Linked DNA regions of Mus musculus: region 2 is linked to region 1. Evidence: chromatin contacts called from public Micro-C data. All regions are on one chromosome and are shown on one strand. The core of a region is the stretch at or near the end of the contact, and the rest is flanking DNA. Distances in the headings are between cores, read along the strand shown.

Region 1 (6,268 bases), core at 1,837-4,336:
ATGTGGTGTCTGTGTGTGTATATGGTATAGTGTGTGTATGGTGTAGTGTGTGTATGTATGTGTATATGTATGTGTATATGTGTGTGGTGTGGTGTGTATATATATGTGTGTGTGTGGTGTGTGTATGTGTGTGTGGTGTATATGTTTGTATGTGGTATGGTGTGCAGCGTGGCATGTGGTGTGTGTGTGTGTGTGGTGTGTATGTGTGTGTATATGTGTGTGCATTCACATATACATCTTCATAACCCTTATGAGATAGGTAGGTATCACTATTATTCCTGTCTTGCATGAGGAGAGGAACAACACAGAGACCTTACGTGAGTGGTGTCCAAGCCAGGGTTTGGAACTAGGCGGTGTGGTTCCAGCATTTCAGCTCTGAATCCTTTCCTCTTTGAGCAGAGGGGCCGTGCTTGCCTTAGCTACTGAATTTCACTTTAGAAATTAAGTTCTGCTCTCTGTGTCTAGGCATCAGCTGAACAGATGTGTGGGGCAATGGTGTCCATTCCAAAGTTCCAGAAAGTTCTCATACATTCACCTTACATACATCTACAGAGAAGAAAGCTCGGTGGTAGCTGCCTGGACATGGTCTCGGGGGTAAAGCTCCATGTGTCTGATGATCCACACCCATCCATCATGAGGACAACCATGCTGGAGGGGTGAGGACCCAGGGAGAGGGACTAAGAGAAGACAGTGGCAGGTGGCCTCGTGGATCATAGTCAAGGCCTTCAGCTTGTTTTGTGTGAGATTTCTAGGGGGTTCTGGCCGATCTGCCGTTGTCTGACTTATAAAATACAAACACTCTTCAGGCCCGCTGCCATGTGTTAGCCCTCACTGTGAACCACCACTGAGGGGGCTCTCCCAGGGAGTGGCCCTGGGGAAGTCTGGCTATTGTTTCCACTGAATGGATGAGCTCTTGGAGTAGAGAGTGCTAAAGTAGCTTTCCCCAGAGCATACAGTTGGTCCTCACAGAATTTGTGCTCTTTCACCCTAGCTAGGACTTCTGCAACTCAGTGTCCTTTGGCCAGCCAGCACTCATGTCCCCAGAGAGAAGGTCCCCTGCCCAGTTGTCGTTTTTTACCTCCTGAACTCTGTGGCACACTTTGGAGCATAACTGCACACTTGGCCTGGCAACCAGGTAACCATTCTTTCCTTAGAGCCTTATGCTTCTTGCCCTATGCAGTTCAAGGTTAGCAGGTTCTTGGCGGCCTGCCACAGCCGTGTTTATGGATGGTGTGTCTAGGTTCACATCAACGGAATTGGTGCAGGGTGAGGGTGTACCCATTTCTAGCTTCTACCCTGTTTTCCCTTTTCGCTTCTGAAGCCAAAGAGCACAACCCATCTCTTGCTTCCTGTCCATTCCCAAGCCATAGTCTGTGAGTGCTGCAGACCTTGCCATTGATGGAGCAGCTCCCAGACTTTGTCCCTTTGGAATCTTCCAAGGCCAGGGACACTGGTGACCAGTGTCTCCCTTGGCCCATGTCCCACTCAGCACCTTTCCTGTCTTCCTGATGGCTTGTTCTCAGTTCCAGAGAGGCCCACACCTCCGCCCACATGTTTTCAGTTCTGTTCTCCACACCTATGACATCATGTGCTCACGCACATTGTAATTCCGGTCCCAGTATGGTTCCTGAATTCGAGTGTTTCTGCCTATATGGTGTTCCAGCTGCACGCCCACAAGATTCCTGGACTCTCACAACCCAACAACACCACTCATTATCCCCATCCCCACCCACCTCTCAGAATGATCCCAGCACATTCTCTGGTGACCTGTTCACCCCTTTAGACGGTGCGGTGCTCCCTCAAAGCCTGTCATGTGCACACCCTGCCCTTACTGCCTTTTCTGTATTCTACCAGCTGCTTACTGATGTATAACTACTGCAATGGTGCAGTTACACCCTCTCGTTCTGGAAGCTCTTTGTGAGTTCAGGTCCTTGGGCCTTACTTATAGAGTCTGATTTAGTAAGAACAAAGGTAGGGTCAGGGATATATAGTCTTAGATGCCCCCTATCCCAGTAAACAAAACAAAACAAAACAAAACAAAAAACCAACCCATGACCAAGGCCTCTCAGCCCAGTGCTTTGTCTGTGGATTAAGAGCTACAACTAGAGTTGCCTAACATCTTCTGACCACTTGATAGTTCCTGAGCTGTATCGAGCCCTGTCTATGCAGGCACACCACTAACTCTAGGTTTAAACCACTGACGACTCCATTTTACGCTGTGAACACAGGGGTACAGGGAGCCATCAGTCTGTCCAAGGACACTGTGCCTCCCATCCAAAGCCTGTTCTCAATGCTACGTTTTCCTTTGTCGTCTGCCTGCATGGTCCTGCTGGCCAGATGGCTTTTGTTCTCCAAGTGGCCAACCCCCTCCATTTTTCTGTGGCTTCTGAACACATTGCATAGCTATCAGCTTAAATCCCCTCCAATTGGTTAATCATAGTTTTATAGACCAGCACAGACAGCCTGAGTCCTCTCTCTGTGGTGTTGCAAAGCTAAACTCAGGCGTCAGCTGGGACTTGGTTTTTCGCAAAGCAAGCTTTGGCTTCTCTCCCAGCGCCCTGGCCACTGTCAGAACTCACTTTCTCACAGTTTGGCTCTCAGCTCTCTCCCGGCTAGCCAAATTCCTAATGAACAACCAATCAGAGAAAACTCCACAAGAGTCCTTTTGAGTCTCCAATCTCTTCTGCCAGGAACATTCCAGTCCCTTTAAAGTGTTCAGCTGATTGGGCGAGGCCTGCCTTGGACAAGCTTTAGATTTTTAAGATTGGCAGACCCGGGGATCTTAACCACACCCACAGATTCTCTTCCCAGCAGCCCTCAAGTTCATTGTTTGAACAACGGAGTGGAAGGATGTGTACATTGTGGGCTGTCAATCCACTTTTATTCTGTCACGCTACTTGACCTCCAGGACCCAGCTCAAGTGGTGACTGCTCTCCTCCATCCACAAATCACACACACACACTCCATTTTTCCAGTGGACTATGGTGTTTTTTAAATAAAACACTCCCCCAAACCCGGGTCCATTTTCTGCACCAACCTAGGCTGTTTCTAGAGAGCAGGAGCCTAGACTGGGACATCTGTGTTCCCAGTACCTAGGAGAGCGTCTAGCTTAACACATTCGCTGCTAGAACGATGTGCCAGTTGAGCAAGCTCTCCAGATAAGAGCGTTTCTTTCGGAATCACGTAGGACAATGCTTGCGGGGAAGTGCTAGAAACCTTCAGCGAGGCTGTCTTTGATTCCCCAGGTCTTTGAAGGCAAAGATGAGCTCCAGTTTACTTAAAGCTCCTCTGAGCAGAAGCCTCGGCAACGGTGAGGCGGGTGGACCACTAGGTGTCACTCAAGATTCAATAAAGAGACGCAGGTCCTTAGAAAGCCATTTCTACCTTCCCTGGGGGAGGAAAGTGCTTAGGTGGTCCCCAGCCATTGTTTCTGTTGGTTCACGATCCCTCATTAGCCGCTGTTCTCTCTCTGCGGACGGACGCATTCTGGGTCTAAAATAGGACACCAGGCAGGCACCACGAGAGTTGGAACCTCCCGACTGTCGAATACAGCCTCGCAGTTTTATAGACAGGCAACTGACGTGTGTGTGTGTGTGTGTGTGTGTGTGTGTGTGTGTGTGTGTGTGTGTGGCTTTAGGGTGTGTCTGAGTTCCCTCCTACTCAAAAGTGTCTGAGATCTTTCTCAGGACCAAGACCCCTAGCTCCGGAGCTCTAGAGCCCAAGATGAGGAAGGTAATAGGGAACAAAAAAAGTAATAATCGGCCGTCTTTTTCTTAGAAACGAAGGCCTCAGGAGTGGGGGGACACTGTCTCCTTGGGATCAAGGACTGCAATTAGCCACCGGGCTGAAGGGAAGGGGCTAAGAGAGGGCTTGTGAGGAACAGCTCCTTGGCTTGATCTCTGGTTGAGGTTTTTTTTGTTTTTTGTTTTAAATGGCCCTCTAGAAGTGAAATCTAGGCATAGGGCTCACCAACTGCCAGGTTGTATTTTTCTTCACCCTCGGCAGAGGGCGCCCTTCCCCCGTCTCAGCTCCCTGCTGGGCCAAGGCCTGAGGCCAGCCCGAATCTTTACCCAGCCGTCTTGTGAAGCACCAGGGGCCAGCTGGCTCATTACACTGAGATAATTCCGGACACACTTATGTTTGACCTTGGACGCGGTCTTGAGATGTTCTACCCCTTTGGCCCCTGTGGTTCTAGGGCACATTGCTATCTTAAGTGAATATTGATTTGCCTTTCTTGGTGCTCCTGGGAAATGAGAGGTTACCCCACTGAGAAACCAGTTAAAGAAAGCTTGTTCGGAATGGAGAGTCCTGCCGGGCTTCATACACACACACACACACACACACACACACACACACACAGAGAGAGAGAGAGAGAGAGAGAGAGAGAGAGAGAGAGAGAGAGAGAGAGAGAGAGAGAGAGAAAATCTAATCTATCAATGCAATACATTCTTTTAAAATCTGGGAGCCTCCGGCCCCTCCCCCATTTGATTTGCTCGTTCTTCTTTGCATGAAAAAAAGTCATTCATTCATTCATTTAGTTTTACAACATGTGTTTTTATTAGGCACATTCTGGATGCCAGGGACCTGGCTTGGGAAAGCGGGCTGGCTTGCTGGTTTGGGTGAAGTAACTTGTGGGAAAGGAGATAACTGAAGAGATATTTGTAGGGATAAGAGTGAGCTATGCCTGAGATGACAGCCAGAGAGGAGAGGCAGAATGGGGTGGGGGTGGGGATGACAACAAGCCTTACCTGAACCTCAGCCAGGACTCTTTTCTGCCTCCCCTCCCTCTTGGGTTGCAAACTTAACAAAGGAAGTTGCGAGTTTTTGCTCTCCGCATAGCCCTTCTCTAGGTGAAGCCAGAGGCAGAGTGTGGCTAGACTCTGTTTCCAGCTTTGCACCACACTCCTGGGCTGAGCACCAGCCATTTTGCATGTTGAATTCACATCACTCATTGCCTGTGAGGCTTAACACGCTCTAAAAACAAGATGCCCATCTGGGTGCTGCAGCTGTTTCTCAGTGCTTGCCGAGCAGGTATCAGGATGCAGGTACCAAGGATGCAGGAAGGACCTTAGAGACCAAGGAGGAAGGCTGCTGGCTGAGAGGTGTTACAAAGGGATGATTCTGGGTCTGGGCCTTTAAGAACAGGTGAAATTAAGAATTAGTGTGTTCTGGGGAGACATGAAGAAATGTCTATTGACCCAGATAGGACATCCACGGCAGACCAAAGGAACAATTCTACTGTGGTGAGCCAGTGAATTTATTAGGGCTACTTGGTGACACAAAGGCTTGTGGCACTGCTGAAAAAGCTTATCCCCAAACTGCTAACCACATAATCCCCAGAGCTTTCTGCACAACTCTCCGGTGTGTGTGACCCAGGTTGGCTGGGCTCCAGTCCCATCTCCCCTCCCCCGGCCTCCTACCTCCAGTAAGTGTCACTGCTCGGGTTGGAAAGATGGCTTAGCGCTTAAGAGCACTGACTGTTCTTTTGAAGGTCCTGAGTTCAAATCCCAGCAACCACATGGTGGCTCACAACCATCCGTAATGAGATCTGACTCCCTCTTATGGAGTGTCTGAAGACAGCTACAGTGTACTTACATATAATAAATAAATAAATCTTTTTTAAAAAAAGTGTCACTCCTTATATGGTGTTGGGAAGGGAGGGCCCCTCTTGTGAATTTCCATAGCTTCTTGAAACTCAGAAGTTTTGTTTATTTCCTTAACAAGCCTCTGTTCGAGTTGGGGTGGAGGTGGGCATATGCTTCAGTTCCAAGGAAATATCTACTCAGCAATCAGGACTGGGTCCTGGATAGTTAGAAAGAAAAAAAAAAAGATTAAGACAAGTCCAGTATGCTTGTTAGCCTCACTAAGACAGAGAAGTTTGCCTCCACCATCCATGTTATCTGTAGTCCCAGAGCAGGCAGGTGGGCTCTCTGTGGCCCTGCCTGTGTCATTCTCAGAACAATGAAGGCAGAAGAAGGCAGAGGCTCAGGTCATCACCTCTACCTGCAACTGCAGGCAGAGCTCTGAATAAGGGGTTCAGACCACTGCTCCTCCTGTGCGCTCCTATAGCGGGCAGCGTCTTTCCTGTTGCCTTCGTGGTCTGCCCTGCCGGCCTTGGCCGCCTGCTCTCTGCTCATTTCACGATGGCGGCAGTCTCGTTCCCCTTCTTTAACCAAGCCCTAACTGGACCTTTCCTCACCCATATGCTCTTCCCGCGGCCTCCTTGGTGGCCTGCTCATCCCTGCTAAGGCCTCAGTTATCACCGTGG
Region 2 (6,268 bases), core at 2,746-5,245, 77 kb after region 1:
AGTAATATCCATTATTGCATAAGTTTTGATTTCTTTTTTATTAATCATCTACATTTATTCATCTACATTTCTAATAACCAGATGAAACATGTAATTAAGTGATAATCTTTACATATTATGCAAAATGAAAACTTGTGAAAATGGTTAATCATTTATCTTGTAATCTCTACTGCAATTTCTTAAATCATGTATACACTGAGACAGACTCAAAAACACACAAGCATAGCATCATCCCCAAAACATTTAATAGTGCTAAATATTCAAAGTGTTATCTAGTCTCAAAGGAGAGTGATAAAAACATTACATAGTATGAACCACCAAGAAATCATTTACAAAGGTTGCATTTTGTGTTAAAAAAAAAAAAAAAGCTTTAAAACCCTTTGTCCCTGTTAGCTTTGTCAACTTGACATAGCCTGGACTGGTCTGAGAAGTTTCAGTTGATAGATGTTCTAGTACTGTGGAAGGCTGTTTTGACTGCCTCAATTGATATGGGAGGGTCCTTTCCACTATGGGTGACGCCATTCCCTAGGCAGATAGTCTTGGGTAGCATAAGAAAGCTAGCTGAGCACAAGCCGGTGAATGAGCCGAAAAGCAACATTTCTCTGTGGATTCAGCCTCCAGTGTGCTGTTTGAATTCATACTCTGACTTCCTCCTATGATGGACTATTGACTAAGAGTGCAAGTCAGATGCATCCTTTCGTCCCCTATGGAGAAGAATAAAATTGGTCTCCTGAAGATAGGATATAAAGTTAGTGTTAGCTTCAAAAATAAATTCCTGGTGGATTGAAACTTGAAAGTAAAATTAATTATTTTAGGGAAAAAATGGAGCATTGTATTTATAGCTAGGTGTTGAGGAAACGGTATTTGTAGAGGAAGGTTGAGGTGGTGAGTCATGCCCTCTACTGAGCTTGTGCACAGACTAGACATGTGTCTAGAAATCTAGACGTTTGTTACGACGATACCTTCTCGTCCACAGTTAAGATCCAAGGAGTTTTCAGAATAACCGCATCAATCGTAACCCCATTGCATGAGAAGCTGTGGTGACCTTGAAGTCACAGTTGTACCTAAATATGTTTTATCCTTGAAACTCAGAAGTCTGGCTGGTTGTCAGCTTAATCAAGCCCCCAACATGCTCAAGTAGAGTTGAGAAAAGGCAAAGTGATGATTTTTCACAGAAGTACGGTCTACTGGCATCACCAAATGCTTGGGCAGCTGTGGAGTTCTGAGCCCTGAGAGAATAAAGAACTGCATGCCCTTGAGATTAGGCCAAGGAGCTCGTGAGACATACTATAGAGGGGCCACATTATATTCACTAGCATTGTGCAAATCTCCACAACTGCATAAATGCCCTAGCTAGAGGCCTGTGTTCATTAATAAGGTCCACAAGCAACTACCAGCCAGTGCTCTGTATGTGAGAATCTAACTGTCTTGGCTTGGCCTACCTAAAGTCCTTCTTAGCTCCAGAACCAGCCATTTTGGATTCAGCTGGAGCCAAAAACAAAAACAAACACCCCCCCCTAAAAAAAAAAACAAAAAAAACAAAAAACAAAAACCCAAGCAGAGCAAAGGTCATGGTAAGAGCTAACCACTTGTTCTTTTCTGGTGCTGTTGGGTTCATGTTTTTGTTATTTATTTATATTCATTTATTCACATATGGAGGAGGTGGTATGAGTGTGAACATGCACAATACATGTATATGCTATAGCATGTATGTGGAAATCAGAGGATAATTTGGGGGATCTGGGGACTGAACACAGGTCTTGAAGTTTTGTGGCAAGTGCCTTTATCTACTGAGCCATCTCCTTGGCCCAGAAGACATGTTTTTAATTAATAGAAGAATATATGTACCATGTATATTACACATCTATATACATAAAATTCTTAGGCATTATAGAGAGCTCAAGAGATACCAAATATAAAGTCCCAAGGCAAACAAGTTGGAGAAAATCCTTTAAATTCAAATGATGGATTCAAGTTCATATCTATAATTTAAGAACAGCTCTTTTACAATTTAAAAAGATAAGAATAGTCAAAACTGATAGCAAAATGGGTTGGAGATAGGAAAAGGCAATTGCCAGAAAAGCAAGTAAGATAAAATGTTCAGGTTCCCCTAATGGGCAGAGAGATGGAAATTAAAATGACTATGACGATCCCCATCTCAGGGGCAAGCATAAAAATGTAATAGCACCTAATGCTATCAGGGATGGGATTCGGGGCAAGGGCGCTCTCATCTATCACCGGCAGACACATGTAAAAGGGATTTATGGCCTCTGTTAAAAATTTACACGCACATGCAATTCTATGCAGAGTTCCACTCCAGGGACCATAAACTATAGAAATTAACAACCCCTAGTGTGCAAGTATCTATGTACAAGGATGATCACTGCAACCTTAGTATTTCAGTATTAATAACTGAAAGTTGATGGGAAACCAAATCCATTAATAAAAGAATACCTGGATGAAGTATGACAATCCTTAGGATGGAACACCACATAGGAGTTAAAAATTAATAACCTATACTAGTTGACCTGGAGGGGTGTCTGCCATATATTGTGAAAACACCGAGAATTATATATCACCGGCATCTTTAAAAACATGTCCTTCGGGGATATTTTCCCTTCAGAAACCCTCCCATTCTCATGAGTTTCTTCTTTATTTTCCTTCATTAAGTTACATCTACTCTGCTTAAAACAAAATGAGTATGTCCTTGTACATCACATGTGTGCATGCACATATATAGAATACACATATGTTATCATGCTTATCTATATACAATCCATAGTTACATACATGAAAGGATGCTCACTTACTTTTTCACGGGACTAACTTCCCCTCCCCACTTAATATATCAGCTTTCTGCAATGAACACGCTCAGTTGGTATCAGGAGCATCTTAGATACCATAACAGAACAGCACACACTGACTAACTTATAAACAAAAGACGTTTATTTCTTACGATTCTGAAGACCAGGAAGTCCAAGGTTAAGGTTACATAGAGACTACTTAGATAAGGATCTATACACTTGTTTGTGGGCAGGCAACTATCTTTTCTGCCTCTCCTGTCTGCTTTTATCTGTGTTTTCTCAGGGTGTAGAGGGAGAGTAAAAGTTTTGAGATCTGTTTTATAAAGCTTCTAATCCCAATTAGGAAGCTCTACCTTCCTGACTAAAGGCTTCGCCTCTAGAAAAAATAAAGCTCAGATCACAGCAAGAAACAAGCAACAGAGCGCTCTTCACTGTCGGGAAGGAGACATTGGGAGAGAAGATTAAAACCTCAAGCCTAAGCAGGGATATCTCAGCTTTGCTCAAAAGATCACAAGAACCTGTTGAAATGTAAAGGTCTAAAATTAGACTTTGGCTAATATATTATAACCCACCACGAAAATACCAGCAAGTAGCTATTTACAATGATAGAGTACGCTTATGGATGTGTGACATTCATGCATTATTAAGAGGAAACAAAACTAAAGAATCTATAATATACTATTTGGAAGGAAAATATATTTTATGACTGCATGACTACTTATATGTGCATATGAAAATTATATTTATGCAATTAATTTATAAGCATTTTGAAAACGATATACCAGCATATATTAATATATTAGAGATGTTTCTTTTTCTATTCTTTTTTCTTTGAAACAGGGTCTCACTATGTAGTCTTGGCTGTCTTGGAACTACCTATGAAGACCAGGCCTGGCTTCTAACTCATCATGATCCACCTGCTTCCATGATGAGAGGATTAAAGAGATATACCACTACACTGGCTGGGATAGGTTTTGGTAGCAAATTTACAGGTGGTTTTATTTTCTTGTCTCTATTTCTGCCCCCCCCCCCGTCTTGTACCTGTGACTTATGTGAATAAAGGAAGGTCTGGGCTTTTCTTTTCTTTCCCATGACCCTTCCCTACTGTTAGCTGGCCATTCTTCAATCCTGAGGGTGGAGAGGAATCAGTCACAAAAGAGAACAACTATTGGGAGACCCTTCAAACTCCTGATTCTTCTCCCCAGAAATCCTGGACTGCCCCAGAATTGAGCTCCATTAGAGGACACCGAGTTGATCCCCTCGTCTCCTTTTTATCGTGCTCAACGTAAAAGCCAAACTTGGAAAAGGCAGCGTCATCTTTATTAGCTCCAACCATAGCTGCACGCCATTAAGATTCCATGCTTGTTCCCCATCACCGTTTCCTCTGAGCCTTAATGAACTGATAGAATCACTCCTGTAGGGACTTGCTTACGCACGAGAGGAGAAAGACCAGCTGCTGCCTTCAAACCCTCAAGTGTGCTTTCCAAAAGTCTCATCTGACCACAGCGGCCTCTTCATAAAGCAGGGAAGCTGCCCACCCTCCACACAGGCTCCCCCCAGTGTTATAAGCCCTGAAGGGGCTCACAAAGGAGGATTTCTAGATGCTTTTGAGAAATGGCTGCATAGGAACCAAGCCTCCTCCCGGCTCCTCTCTAGGGGACAGAGCCTTAGGCTGAGGCTGGCTAGACCCCAGGCTGATTTTTCTTTCTACCTCCTGCTGAGCTCTTCCTGGTTTCCTAGTAATATTTAAGAAGTACAACTTTTATGTCTAAATTCACTTGGTAGTTAGGTTCATATAAGTGCAGAAAAAATTTAATGTTCATGTCAAAACCCATTTTCCTTAAAGAACAAGGTTATGTTCTTAACAGCGTTTTATTAGCTGGAGTCTCATGTAGCTTAGACTGGCTTCATACTTACTAGAGAGCTGAGGGTAACCTGGAACTTTTGATTTTCCTGCCTCGACCTCTCTATTGCTAGGCATGAACCCCCATGCCAGGCCTGCTTAACTTTATTTTATTTTATTTTTCAAGGACATGGTTTGGTTGCATATGCAGCCCAGGGTAACTTCAAATCTGATAACCTCTTTTTCTTTTTTAAAAATGTATTTATTTTATGTATGAGTACACTGTCGCTGTCTTCAGACACACCAGAAGAGGGCATCGGACCCCATTACAGATGGTTGTGAGCCACCATGTGGTTGCTGGGAATTGAACTCAGGACCTCTGGAAGAGCAGTCAGTGTCCATAACCAATGAGCCATCTCTCCAGCCCCTAATATCCTCTTTTCTTAGCCTCTTAGACCCATACCCCATGCTCATGTTTTCTTCCTTTCTTTTCTCCCCCTTCCCTTTGGTATGTGTGCACTTCTTTTACAGGGCTTCGGATTGAACCCATCAAGTCACAACCTCACACTGGCCAAATACTTAATCATAGAGTTAAAATCCCAGACTCTAGAGAATTCTGTGGGTGAAGTCTTCGTCACAATCGGCAGTGCCCAGTTTTAGCACTTTCTTTAATCTTGAGAGAATTTTAATGAATTATTTCAAATCTGCTGATGGCTTGGTTTGGTGTTTTTGACTTTTGGAGACAAGTCTCACAGTGCAGCTCAGGCTAGCATCAAACTCTTTATCCCGTTTGAGCCTCAAGGTTGGGGCTTATAGACTTGCCTTATCACATCCAGTCTTGATCCCAGCCCATCATTCGACATTTGTAAAGCAAGCTGACTTCCACTTTACCATGGTGGTGAGCTTTGATTTCTCTTTCTTCTGGGAGCATCCACATACTATTTATCAGTGAGTTCCAGGTGCTTTTTGGTTTGTTTGCATGTTTGGTTGGTTGGTTGGTTTTTTGCTTTTTACATCGACACTGAAAGTGATTTAGAACACACATAGGCTCATGTATCTTGACAAGTGCAGCCAACAGCTGATGGCTGGTACCATGCCGAGTATCTTTCTCAGAGTCACTTGGTCCAAATAGTCTTGGCCCTATTTGATGTTTCCAGAGAAGAGGCATCTCAGATTAATGCAGGTACTTGATCCCATGTCCTGCTGTAAACCGCGTGCATGTAAACTTGTCGAAACAGTGCTAATTTGATCCAGACGTAACACTTCTCACTGGTCACTTCAAATAGAAAGGGGGTCAGATCTCCCCTTCTTGGCTCCTTTACCCCCTCTCAATCTGAAAGCTAGATCTTCATTTGGAATCCACGCTAGCCAGACTCTTTTATTGAAGCATATTTAGGTGGATGCATGCTATTTTATAATACATATTTGTAGAGTGTAAAATGTGTTGCATTGTGCAGTTTATAATAACCAAATCAGGATATTTATCATATTTACCTCTTCAAACACTTCTAGTTACTTTGAAACATACTGTCTAGGTTATCATTATCCTGCTGTGCGTCAGATTGGACACTTCCCCTCTAGCTCTGTGCTGGTACATCCAACCTAACTCCTCCCATCTCCC

What was found. Hi-C and Micro-C count contacts between places; a contact is called where the count stands out from the background.
Region 2: a contact with region 1 is called in a Micro-C map of the G1E-ER4 cell line, with 3 times the contacts expected there. The contact joins two enhancer-like sites. A contact is called at or near these places in 2 of 15 datasets of contacts at CTCF or cohesin (CD8 T cells and pro-B cells), 23 of 484 Hi-C or Micro-C datasets (3T3-L1-derived adipocytes, B cells, the C2C12 cell line and 16 more), 8 of 115 datasets of contacts at active chromatin or transcription factors (the 230-238 cell line, CD8 T cells, the SCID.adh cell line and 5 more) and 1 of 9 other capture datasets (embryonic stem cells).

The regions. Positions count from the first base shown.
Region 1 is chr10:94,988,320-94,994,587 of GRCm38.p6, forward strand. No RefSeq gene overlaps it. Among named protein-coding and RNA genes, the nearest start is that of Gm40744, 30 kb to the left of the region's middle. Within about 2 kb of position 3,087, at least 149 of the 459 cell types and tissues checked have an H3K27ac peak or open chromatin away from gene starts, as enhancers often do. A contact at or near this core is called in the G1E-ER4 cell line and the SCID.adh cell line, where this site is marked.
Region 2 is chr10:95,063,931-95,070,198 of GRCm38.p6, forward strand. No RefSeq gene overlaps it. Among named protein-coding and RNA genes, the nearest start is that of Gm29684, 79 kb to the right of the region's middle. Within about 2 kb of position 3,996, at least 7 of the 459 cell types and tissues checked have an H3K27ac peak or open chromatin away from gene starts, as enhancers often do. A contact at or near this core is called in the G1E-ER4 cell line and the SCID.adh cell line, where this site is marked.